Regions from separate parts of the Rattus norvegicus genome. Here region 1 is linked to region 2. A link is a contact called in public HiChIP or PLAC-seq data. All regions are on one chromosome and are shown on one strand. The core of a region is the stretch at or near the end of the contact, and the rest is flanking DNA. Distances in the headings are between cores, read along the strand shown.

Region 1 (4,624 bases), core at 103-2,602, 130 kb before region 2:
TTCAAGAGTGACACTGCAAACAGGCTTCCCAGTGAACGGTCTTGAAGGAGGACGCTAGAGCTTTTTACCTGAGCCATGCTGACTCCTCACTTAACGAACCCAAAACAAGTTCAGAAATTCTTTATCCAATTTTCCTTAGGACACTGTTGTTTGAAGAACTGTCACCAAATCACAGTAATGGCTCTCCCTCCTGTTCTTTCAGTTCTGTTGCCATACTGAACTGTCTTGTCTTCCCAAAGAACTTAGCGTCCTCCAAAAGGAAAACAGGTGTCCCAAAAATCCGTAGTCTCTCTCTGACTTCTGCTTCTTGCCGGAAGAAACGAGAGTCTACCAGTCTTGGTTTCCAAGTCGAATTCTCTTGGTGAAGCTCTAGGTCTGGTCCAGAAACCTGAAACCAGAAAGGGAGATGAGGCCCTCAGGTGCAACATCCTCAGGCCATACACCGAGAGAAGCTCTCTCAACTTATTTTGCTGGACGTTCTGAAGCTCGAAAGGAGGACATGAGTCAAGAGCTTTCTTTCTAGGTCAGTAGAAGAAATTGGCCTTCTGGGCCAGAACAAACAGCCAACAGGAGCAAAAGTAAGTTGGGCCTCCTATAGAGAGGATCTGCCAACGGAGTTAGTGCTGGGATTTGCCATCTTAGGAACGGAAGAAGGGGGCGGAGGCCCTTTGGGGCTTTTGTGCGGAGTGGGCCGGCCTGCAAAGCTGGCACTCCACAGACGAGGGCAGAACCGTGGTGGGAGGAAGCTCGGGGGCCTCCGCCGAGCACCGAGGTGGCTGGCAGTGCCCGCACGTGAGCGTCACTCGGAGCTCCCCCGAAGGTGCGTAAATTCACCGCGGAGGTGGGGGGCGGGCGTGTGCGCTCTGCAGGCAGCCGCAGCGCGCGGACCCGGAGCGCAGCGCGGGAGCGCCGAGCCGCGCGCGACCCGCGTGCTCGCGCCCGCGCCTACCCCCCCATCCTCCGGCGAGCCCCCTCTCCCGGCGGGGGGCGGGGCGGCGGCGGCCCTCCCCTCGCGCCCCCTCCCTCCGCCGCGCGCCCCTCCTCCGCCTGGCTCCCCTCCCCCTTCGCGCGCGGCGCCCCACGGCCTGCGAGCTGCTGAGGCGCTGCTGCCCGCTCGTCCGCCCGCTCGACGCTGCCTCCCCGCGGCGCGCGCCTACCTGTCCGGCGCGGTCTCCCGCCGTCTCCTCCGCCGCGCGGCGCCCCCTCCAGGCCCCAGGCGCCCCGTGCCAAGCCCGCGGCCGCCGCTGCTCGCGCCGGGACCGAGGCAAGTTTACAAACACCAACCCGGGGCCCGTTTCCCCGGAAGCACTTCTCCCTCCCCCTCGCCCTCTTTGCCAAGCGGCCACATCCACTTCCGGGCTCGGGAGCCGCGACAGGAGGGGGCCTCTGAAAAGGGGTGAGGCTGGGGACGCGCGGAGAGTTGCAGCTGGCGAGTGGGAGGGGGACGGCAGGGAGGACCGGAGGAGGGTGGTGCGAAGGGCGGCGCGTGCGCCGTGGCGCTCGCGCGCCCCGGCCGCCATCTTGACTGAGGGCAGCTCCCAGGCTTGCCTGGAACCTTTAGGCGCTGCATGTTCTTTGAGAAGGTTCGCTAGGTGGGCTGGCTGGTTCTCGCAGAAACTCCGTCCCTCTCCTGTCGCCCCAGGTAGAAGTCGGAACAGTTCGTACCCCTGATCTTTTCTTTAAGCTTGGTCAGGTTTGTCTTTCCGGTGCTTGCAGCTGTCGGGCGCAGACCTGCAGACTGAGGTCAGCTGGGAGGAGAATTAAGCCATTGCACAGTCCTGCGGTATACACTAAACCACAATCTGCATATGAGTCTCAGAGACGTTCTCTAAATACCCAAGGCAAACGTGCCCTGGTCCTGCAGTCTTGTGACCCGAGACAGACTATTCTAGGTGACTTAACTAACTTAGGCTTCCTTTCAAGAAAAAGCCTTTTCCCCTTCAGTGGACGAGTCTTGTTGGAGATTTGGAAGTGCGTGTTGTCCTCTGGGCCAGGTCGCGTTTAGAATATTGAGCCCGCCCTGCACCGTGTTGCCCCACTTTAGCATTAGAGAGGAGTCGATTCCTAACCACAGACCTGGACATTTAAGACCACCAAAGTAAGTTCCATTTCTCTTAGAATCATTCTGAAGCTGACATAAATAGAAATGTCACCAGGAATGTTTTAAAAACAAATTAGGGACCTGAAGAGATGACCTAGCTGTTAAGAGTGGTTGCTGGGAAATCTTGAGGACAGAGTTTGGATTCTGTTATCCAGGTAACAAGCCTGCTAATGGAAACATTCCTGTAAACCCAGCTCCGAGGAAGGTGGAGACTGGAGGATACCCGGGACTTGCTGGTTTCCACCTTAACTGAGAAAATTAGAGCCCCAGGTTGTGGGAGAGATCCTGCTTCTAAAGAAATAGGCAGAGTGATAGGCAGGGCGTACAACACCCTCTTCTGACTTCTGAGTGTGCACAGGCTCTTGAACTCACGGACATAGCCATATAGTAAACAAACATAGGATTTTAAACACTAGTTTAAGGGAGCGAGTGTGGCAAATATCTTTAATCCCAGCACCTGAAAGGCAGAGTAGGCAGATCCCCGTGAGTTCAAGGCCAACCTGGTATTCATAGCAAGTTTTACCAGCTAGAGATACACAATCTTTAAAAAATCAAAGGACAGCCTAACCCACTGCCAGTCCACAGAATGGAAAAATACATGATCTTTCCCTCTAACCGAGCTCCCGAGGACAATCATTCTTCAATGATCTTTTTTTTTTTTTTTGTTCTTTTTTTTTTTTTTTTTTTTTTTTTTCTTTTTTTTTCGGAGCTGGGGACCGAACCCAGGGCCTTGCGCTTCCTAGGCAAGCGCTCTACCACTGAGCTAAATCCCCAACCCCAGAGGACAATCATTCTTATTACCGTTTCTTATTATTGTGTATTATTTTTTTTTAAAACATTCATGTGCATATGTCTGTTTTGCCTGCATGTCTGTCTGTATACCACTTGAATGCCTGGCGCCCTTAGAGGCCAGAAGAGGGTGTAGAATCTAGTTCCTGATGCTTAGCCACCTGGAGTAACAGGCAGTGTGAGCCACCATGTGGTAGCTGGGAGTTGAACCTGGGTCCTCTGGAAGAGCAGCCAGTGCTCTCAACTGCTAAGCCATCACCCGAGTCCCTGTTAGTATATATTTGATAGTGGGGCTAGTTGGAATTCATGGTCTGGCACACGCTCGACAAGCTTTCAGCTACTGAGTTTTCTCCTACTCAGCGATTCCCCAAGTCTTACCAGTTTGGTGAACTCTGTACAATGAGACAGTCTTTCTGAGTTCGTGCTTTCTTTTGCTTTTTCATTTTTTTTTCTTTTTTTCTTTTTTTTTTTTTTTGAGCTGGGGACTGAACCCAGGGCCTTGTGCTTGCTAGGCAAGCGCTCTACCACTGAGCTAAATCCCCAACCCCTCGTGCTTTCTTTTTAACCCAGTGCCTTTTTTTTTTTTTTTGATCACCTAAAATGTACCGTTCACTATATTTTATTTTCTGTTTTTGTTTGGAATAGGTTCTTATTCTGCAGCTCATGCTGGCTTCAAAGTCTCCTAAGTTCCCCCTGCCTCACCCTGGAGTATTGGGTTTCAAACCTAGCAGATAGTCCACGTGAGATATCTAAGCAAGTTCACATTTAAAATTCATCACAAAGGCCGTGTGAGATGATTTCAGACCTGTAGCCTCAGCTGCCTAGGAGGTTGAAGCAAGAGAGCCAGTTGAGCCCAGGAGTTCAGAGGCTAGAGCAGCATAGTGTGACTGTCAAGGCGGAAAAACAAAACTAAACAAACAAAGCAAAACCCACCCAAGCAGCAGTTCATAGCAAAGGCGTTGGTTCATGAACTGGGAAGGAGAGGCAGGGGAATCTGAAATCAGAGTCGTCCTTAGCTACAGAGTGAGTCCGAGGTCAGCTCAGGCTGCCTGGTACCCTGTCTTGGGGAAGAAAAAAAAATAGAAAATAATAATTCAGCAGTGAACGACCTTACGTGGTTATCTTCTTGCACTTACGCAGAATATGTCACTAAATATGAAATGTGACTATGTAAATACGCCAAGATACTTTGACGATTTATTTTCATGTGTATTCATGTGTGTATTGTAAGTGTATGAATGGCACGCCTGCATGTATGTATGTGCATAATATGTGTGCAGTGGAGGGCATTGGATCCCTCAAACTGGGAACCACATCTGCGTCCTCTGCAAGAGCAATAAGAACTCTCTCTCTCTCTTTTTTTTTTTTTTTTTGGTTCTTTTTTTCCGGAGCTGGGGACCGAACCCAGGGCCTTGCGCTTCCTAGGCAAGCGCTCTACCGCTGAGCTAAATCCCCAACCCCAGAACTCTTTTTTTTTTAAAGACTTATTTATTTATTATATATAAGTACACTGTATCTGTCTTCAGATACACCAGAAGAAGGCATCTGATCTCTTTACAGATGGTTGTGAGCCACCATGTGGTTGCTGGGAATTGAACTCATGACCTCTGGAAGAGCAGTCGGGTGCTCTTAACCACTGAGCCATCTCTCCAGCCCATAAGAACTCTTTACACTGAGCCGTTTCTCCAGCCTCCAAATTCTTCTCCTCCCCTCCTCCAATTTTAATCATGGTGT
Region 2 (4,900 bases), core at 1,344-3,843:
TCTCACTTGTCCAGGATAGCCTGGAACTATGTCAGTTCTCCAGCCTCAACCTCCTGAGTACTGGGATGACAGGTGAGCTAGCTTGTTCAGCTAAACCCTTACAGACTTAAGTCTTCTTTTAAAGACACAACTAAGAATTACCTACCTAGGTTCAAGTTTCCCAGAAATTTAAAGAATCCTCATTTATCTGTCAGCTCTGAGAAGTTAACAAACTAGAGTCACAAGTGGGTCACATGGAAACTGATATTGTCGCAAATATGTTTTCACTTTACCAAATACTGATTAGGTTGTATCTGGTATTTTTACAGAGAAAACCTGAGACCCTTTCCCAACTCTGGGAACAGAGGCCACTCAATAGAAGAATTGTCAATTCCAAACGTTTTAAAGGCCAAGTAAGGTAAACTTGTGCTGAGGTAACAAACCAACCAGCATTTCCTGAACTGAAGCGAAGCTGAGGACAGGACAATCTATTGAAGAGAAAGTGAAGGGCACAACACTAGGGGGCACCACTAGGGAAACCTTGTAAACCAGTGGTCATAATCAACAGGATAAAACCAAACACAGCTTACCAGGATGTCTTTTTCTGTTTTTAACTAATTTTTTTTTTTGAAACTGCACATAGTTTGGTTAAAGGACAACTTGCAGGAGGAACCTGCTCTTGCCTCCATCAATAGATTCTTTGAACTCAGGTTGACAGCATTGGCACCAAGTGCCCCAAACCCTGGCCTTCTCCCCAGTTCAGCTAGGTCCTCCACCACTAAGAATCTCAAAAGAGGGAAATTCATCTAGACTTTTCACTTAGTTAAGACACTAAACTGTAGGCTAAGGAATTTTTTTTCACTGATTAAAACACATTCTTGTGATTTGGAGATGATACTTTTTGTCTACAATCCCAACTTAGAACTTACCATCGTACTGAGCCTAGAAGCCTGGAGTTTCCAGGATTGTAACCCCGATGTACTACCTGCAAACAATGTGACCTTCAACAAATCTTTGAGCAATTTTTCCTCAGCTGGAGAAACCACCAATTCTTTACATGATCTCACAGGCTTGTTCAATTAAGTGCTATACTAACAAAAGCTGTTATACCCAGGATTGGGGATTTAGCTTAGAGTGCTTGCCCAGCATGTCCCAAAGCTCTGGTTCAATGTGCAACAATGCAGAGGGAGGAAATAAAGTTCTTATGGTCAAATGCATCTTAATTCAGCGAGAAAGTTTCACAAAGACATAACCTTAATTCCTTGTAATATTAGAAAAGATAGACTTCTGGTTAAGATATTGAATGTTGCCAGGCGTGGTGTTAAAAACGCCTTTAATCACAACAATCCGGAGGCAGAGCTTGGTCTACATGGTTAGTTCCACGACAGTCAGAGCTAAATAATAGAGACCGTGTCTCATAGAGACAGCAATCCAAAAGGTACATTTTTACAGGTCATGCTATAAAACAAAACAAAACCCAGTATTTCCTAAACTAAAACTAGGTGTTTAAAAGTCCACTGGCTTTCACACAGGTCCACTGTAAATGCAAAACAAAACCAAAAAAAAAAAAAAAAAAAAAACCAAACAAACACAAAACAATCACAGAACTCCTTGCTACTATTTTTGATAAGACCTTTTGGAAGTTTCCCAGTTATCTGGGAAAATGGCAAAAGCTGAATTCTGACACTAAAACTCCCCAAAATGGAAGCTCTATATAATGCAATGCCCCGATCTCATTCCCCACCTCTGCCTGGCATATAGTCTGTACTCAGCAAAAACTGCTGGTTGAATCAGAAGTGGAAAGAAAAAGGTACAGGAGATTCTAGGTGTCCATCCCCGCAGCTCCTCCCTAACACGTGGGCGCACACTGGGTTCCGTACCCCCAACTATAGTAGGGCCAAACCTAATACGCATTCGCTTGGAGTACAGCGGCCAAGCCATGCTCCAAAACCAACTACAGCTTAAAGTACAAGGTCATAAATGAGCGAAGCCCAGGTCCATCCAGGCTTCCCATCTGGAGTCCAGCAGCGCATGCTTCAGAGGCGCGCCTTCTCCACCTCGCCTCGTCTCGTCTCGTCTCCCGTGCCGCGCACGCGCACCGCTGCTTTCCTCTGCCCCTCCACGGCTTCGCGTTCGCGTTCCAACTGCCCCCCCACCCCTGCCCCCACTAAGGTCCGCAACGGCCTCGCGCCTTGGAGACCCGGTCTAATGTGTTCCGGTCCGCGCGCCAACCGCCTCCTTCCTTCATCCGCGCCTAGGCGCGGGCGCAGTGCTTCACGTCTATGAGAGCCTCGCGCCTCCCGCACATCTTTCTGTGCTACCTTCTCCAATTGAAGGCAGAGTCCACCATTACTGCCTACTCCAACCTCGCGCAACGGGGTGAAAAGGGTGTGAGGGGGAGGGGAAGGCTTCCCCTCCCCCTAAACATCCCGAGGTGGTAACCTAAAGCGGCCATGCCGCCAGCCTGCCGCAGCCCCCAGGTCCGAAAGGAGCCGGTGCCTCCTGCCCCCCACTTCCAGCAAGGAGCGGACCAAGCCCGGAGGCTGTTTCCGAGCCTGGTCTTTGGCCACGCTCGGCCGCTCACTCACCTGAGGCCGCCATGTTGGGAGAGGGAGAGAGAACGCAAAGGACCCGGATGAGGCAATCACGTGATTATAGCGGGCGCGACGGGCTTGGAGACGCGAAACCAGGAGGGGGCGGGGAGCTGAGGACGGAGGCAGGAGGCGGGGCGCCGCCGCGCTAGGTTCGTAAAGCAGCGCGAGGAGGTGGCGCGGCGTCCGACGGGAAGACCTGCGCGACATGTGGCCGAAGGGGTGGAGTCTGAGCTGTCGCGAAACCCTTTGCTTTACGTTGGGCCCGGCGCGGCCGTCAAGTCCGATCTGTGCCCGGGGCGGGGTCTCCTGGCGCACAGACTTCTGGGTGCTGGGTAGGCGCGAAGGGCGGGGCCGCACTTGCTGATTCTATGGAACCGAGTGGGCTTGGATTCTAGAATGGGTGTGCCACAATTGATTTTTTCAAAGGGAAGATTCTAAGTTTCTTTTTAAATCAACTTTTTGTAAAGGCAAAGCAAATCCAACGTTCTCTAGAATGGGTTCAAATTAAGAAGATAACATTTGAACAGTTACAGCCATGGGCTTTTGCCTCATTTAACCCTCCCAATTGATTGACAAGGTCCAGCACCTAGTGCTAGACACATTTCTTCCAGCGAGTGCCTCATTTTTATTATATTTCACAAAGTGAAACTACTGAGCACCAACCATGTGCCAGGCGCTGTTTTACAGACATTTGTGGAATAAATAAAGGGAATAAAACCTCCTTGAATAAAATATTACAAATGATAAACAATACAGGTAAATAGGATAATAGTGTAAAAGGTAGTTGGGTACAACTCCAGATGCCTGCTCTTCTACAAAAACAGGGAACATTCTTAGCCACTGAGCCATAATTCCAGCTCCTAAAATTTTTTAATCACCCTAAAGCATTGTCATAAAAAACAAACAGGTATTTTTGATAGTTCTCCTAGATCAGAAATTTATTATTAAAATAAATTTGCATGGTGGTTGTAAGGGCTCAAAGGTTAAGAGCACTGACTGCTCTTCCAGAAGACCTGGGTTCAATTCCCAGCACCCATGTGGCAGCTCACAACTGTTAACTCCATTTCCAGAGGATCTGACACCATCATACAGACATACACGAAGCAAAACAGCAATGCACATAAAATAAAAATAAATATACATTTAAGAATTATTTGCAGAAACAGGCATGGTGGCACAAACCCTTAATTTATTTATTTATATTTATTTTGGTGTTTTGAAACAGGGTCTCTCTACATAGCCCTGGTTGTCCTGGAACTCACTATGTAGACCAGGCAAGACTAAAAACTCACAAAGATCCACCTGCCTCTGCCTCCTGAGCACTGGGATTAACAGTATTCACTACCATTCCTAGTTGACAAATACCTTTAATTCTTACACTTGGAAGACAAAGGCAAATCTCTATATAGAGAGAGTTTGAGGCTAATCTGGTCCTTTATATCCAGTTCCAAGTTAGCCAAGGCTATACACACTAAGACCCTGTCTCAAAACAAAACTAAACAAAACAAAAATAACCCCAAAACCAACCAAAGAAAACCAAAACAAGACAACAGAACATAAATTGCTTAGCTGTGTGTGGAGCACCACATACAAATTTGTAATCCCAGTGCTTGGTAGATTGAGATATAAAGATTGAGATAGATTGAAGGCTACCTTTGGCTACAAAACAAGTGAAGGTCAGCCTGGGTTACAAGAGACGAGATCATTTGTCAAGATTCAATAGCCCTGGTACCCAATCCCTCTTCTCTAGTTTTCTATTGCTTTTCCCCAGTGTCTTTCAGCCTGACCACTGTATTAACTTCCTAACCAGGTTTCTTGCCTAAGGCTTTGTCTACTGCAATGCACCTAGTACATGGCTGCCACACACGTTTTCCTGAAGGAGAGGTCTGAACAGTTGTTGAGAAACATTGACCGCATTGACATGGACAAAATAAGACTTTTTTTTTTTTTTTTTTTGAGAGACAGGGTCTCTCTGTTCTGTAGCTTTGGCTGTCCTGGACCTCACTGTGTAGACCAGGCTGGCTGTAAATTTCCAGAGATCCACCTGCCTCTGCTTCTTGAGTGATGGAATCAAGGCCAAATAGGCTTTCAAGGCCATGTGCACCCCAGTTCCCAATCACTAATCCAAACCAACTTACTTCCATCCCTTCCTTCTTTCCTTCCTTCCTTCCTTCCTTCCTTCCTTCCTTCCTTCCTTCTCTTCCTTTTCTTTCATTTTGTTTTGGAGAAACAGTCTCACTACTTAGCCCTGGCTAGCATGGAAAATGCTATATATATGTCAGGCCAACTCAGAGATCCTCCTGCCTTTACCTCCTAAGTGTTGGGCT

The links. HiChIP or PLAC-seq counts read pairs in DNA pulled down with a chosen protein or histone mark.
Region 1: a contact with region 2 is called in an H3K27ac HiChIP or PLAC-seq map of oligodendrocytes, with 2.2 times the contacts expected there. The contact joins the promoter of Csad here to the promoter of Eif4b in region 2. A contact is called at or near these places in 1 of 12 Hi-C or Micro-C datasets (hepatocytes) and 1 of 1 datasets of contacts at active chromatin or transcription factors (oligodendrocytes).

Annotation. Positions count from the first base shown.
Region 1 is chr7:135,212,309-135,216,932 of GRCr8, reverse strand. It overlaps Csad (cysteine sulfinic acid decarboxylase), which reads left to right and starts at 1,352. Exons shown (of 16, transcript NM_021750.3): 1 at 1,352-1,396. Znf740 (zinc finger protein 740) reads right to left here and starts at 1,295. Exons shown (of 6, transcript XM_063264458.1): 1 at 1,158-1,295; 2 at 1-388.
Region 2 is chr7:135,082,952-135,087,851 of GRCr8, reverse strand. It overlaps Eif4b (eukaryotic translation initiation factor 4B), which reads right to left and starts at 2,593. Exons shown (of 15, transcript NM_001008324.2): 1 at 2,568-2,593. The coding sequence starts at 2,580.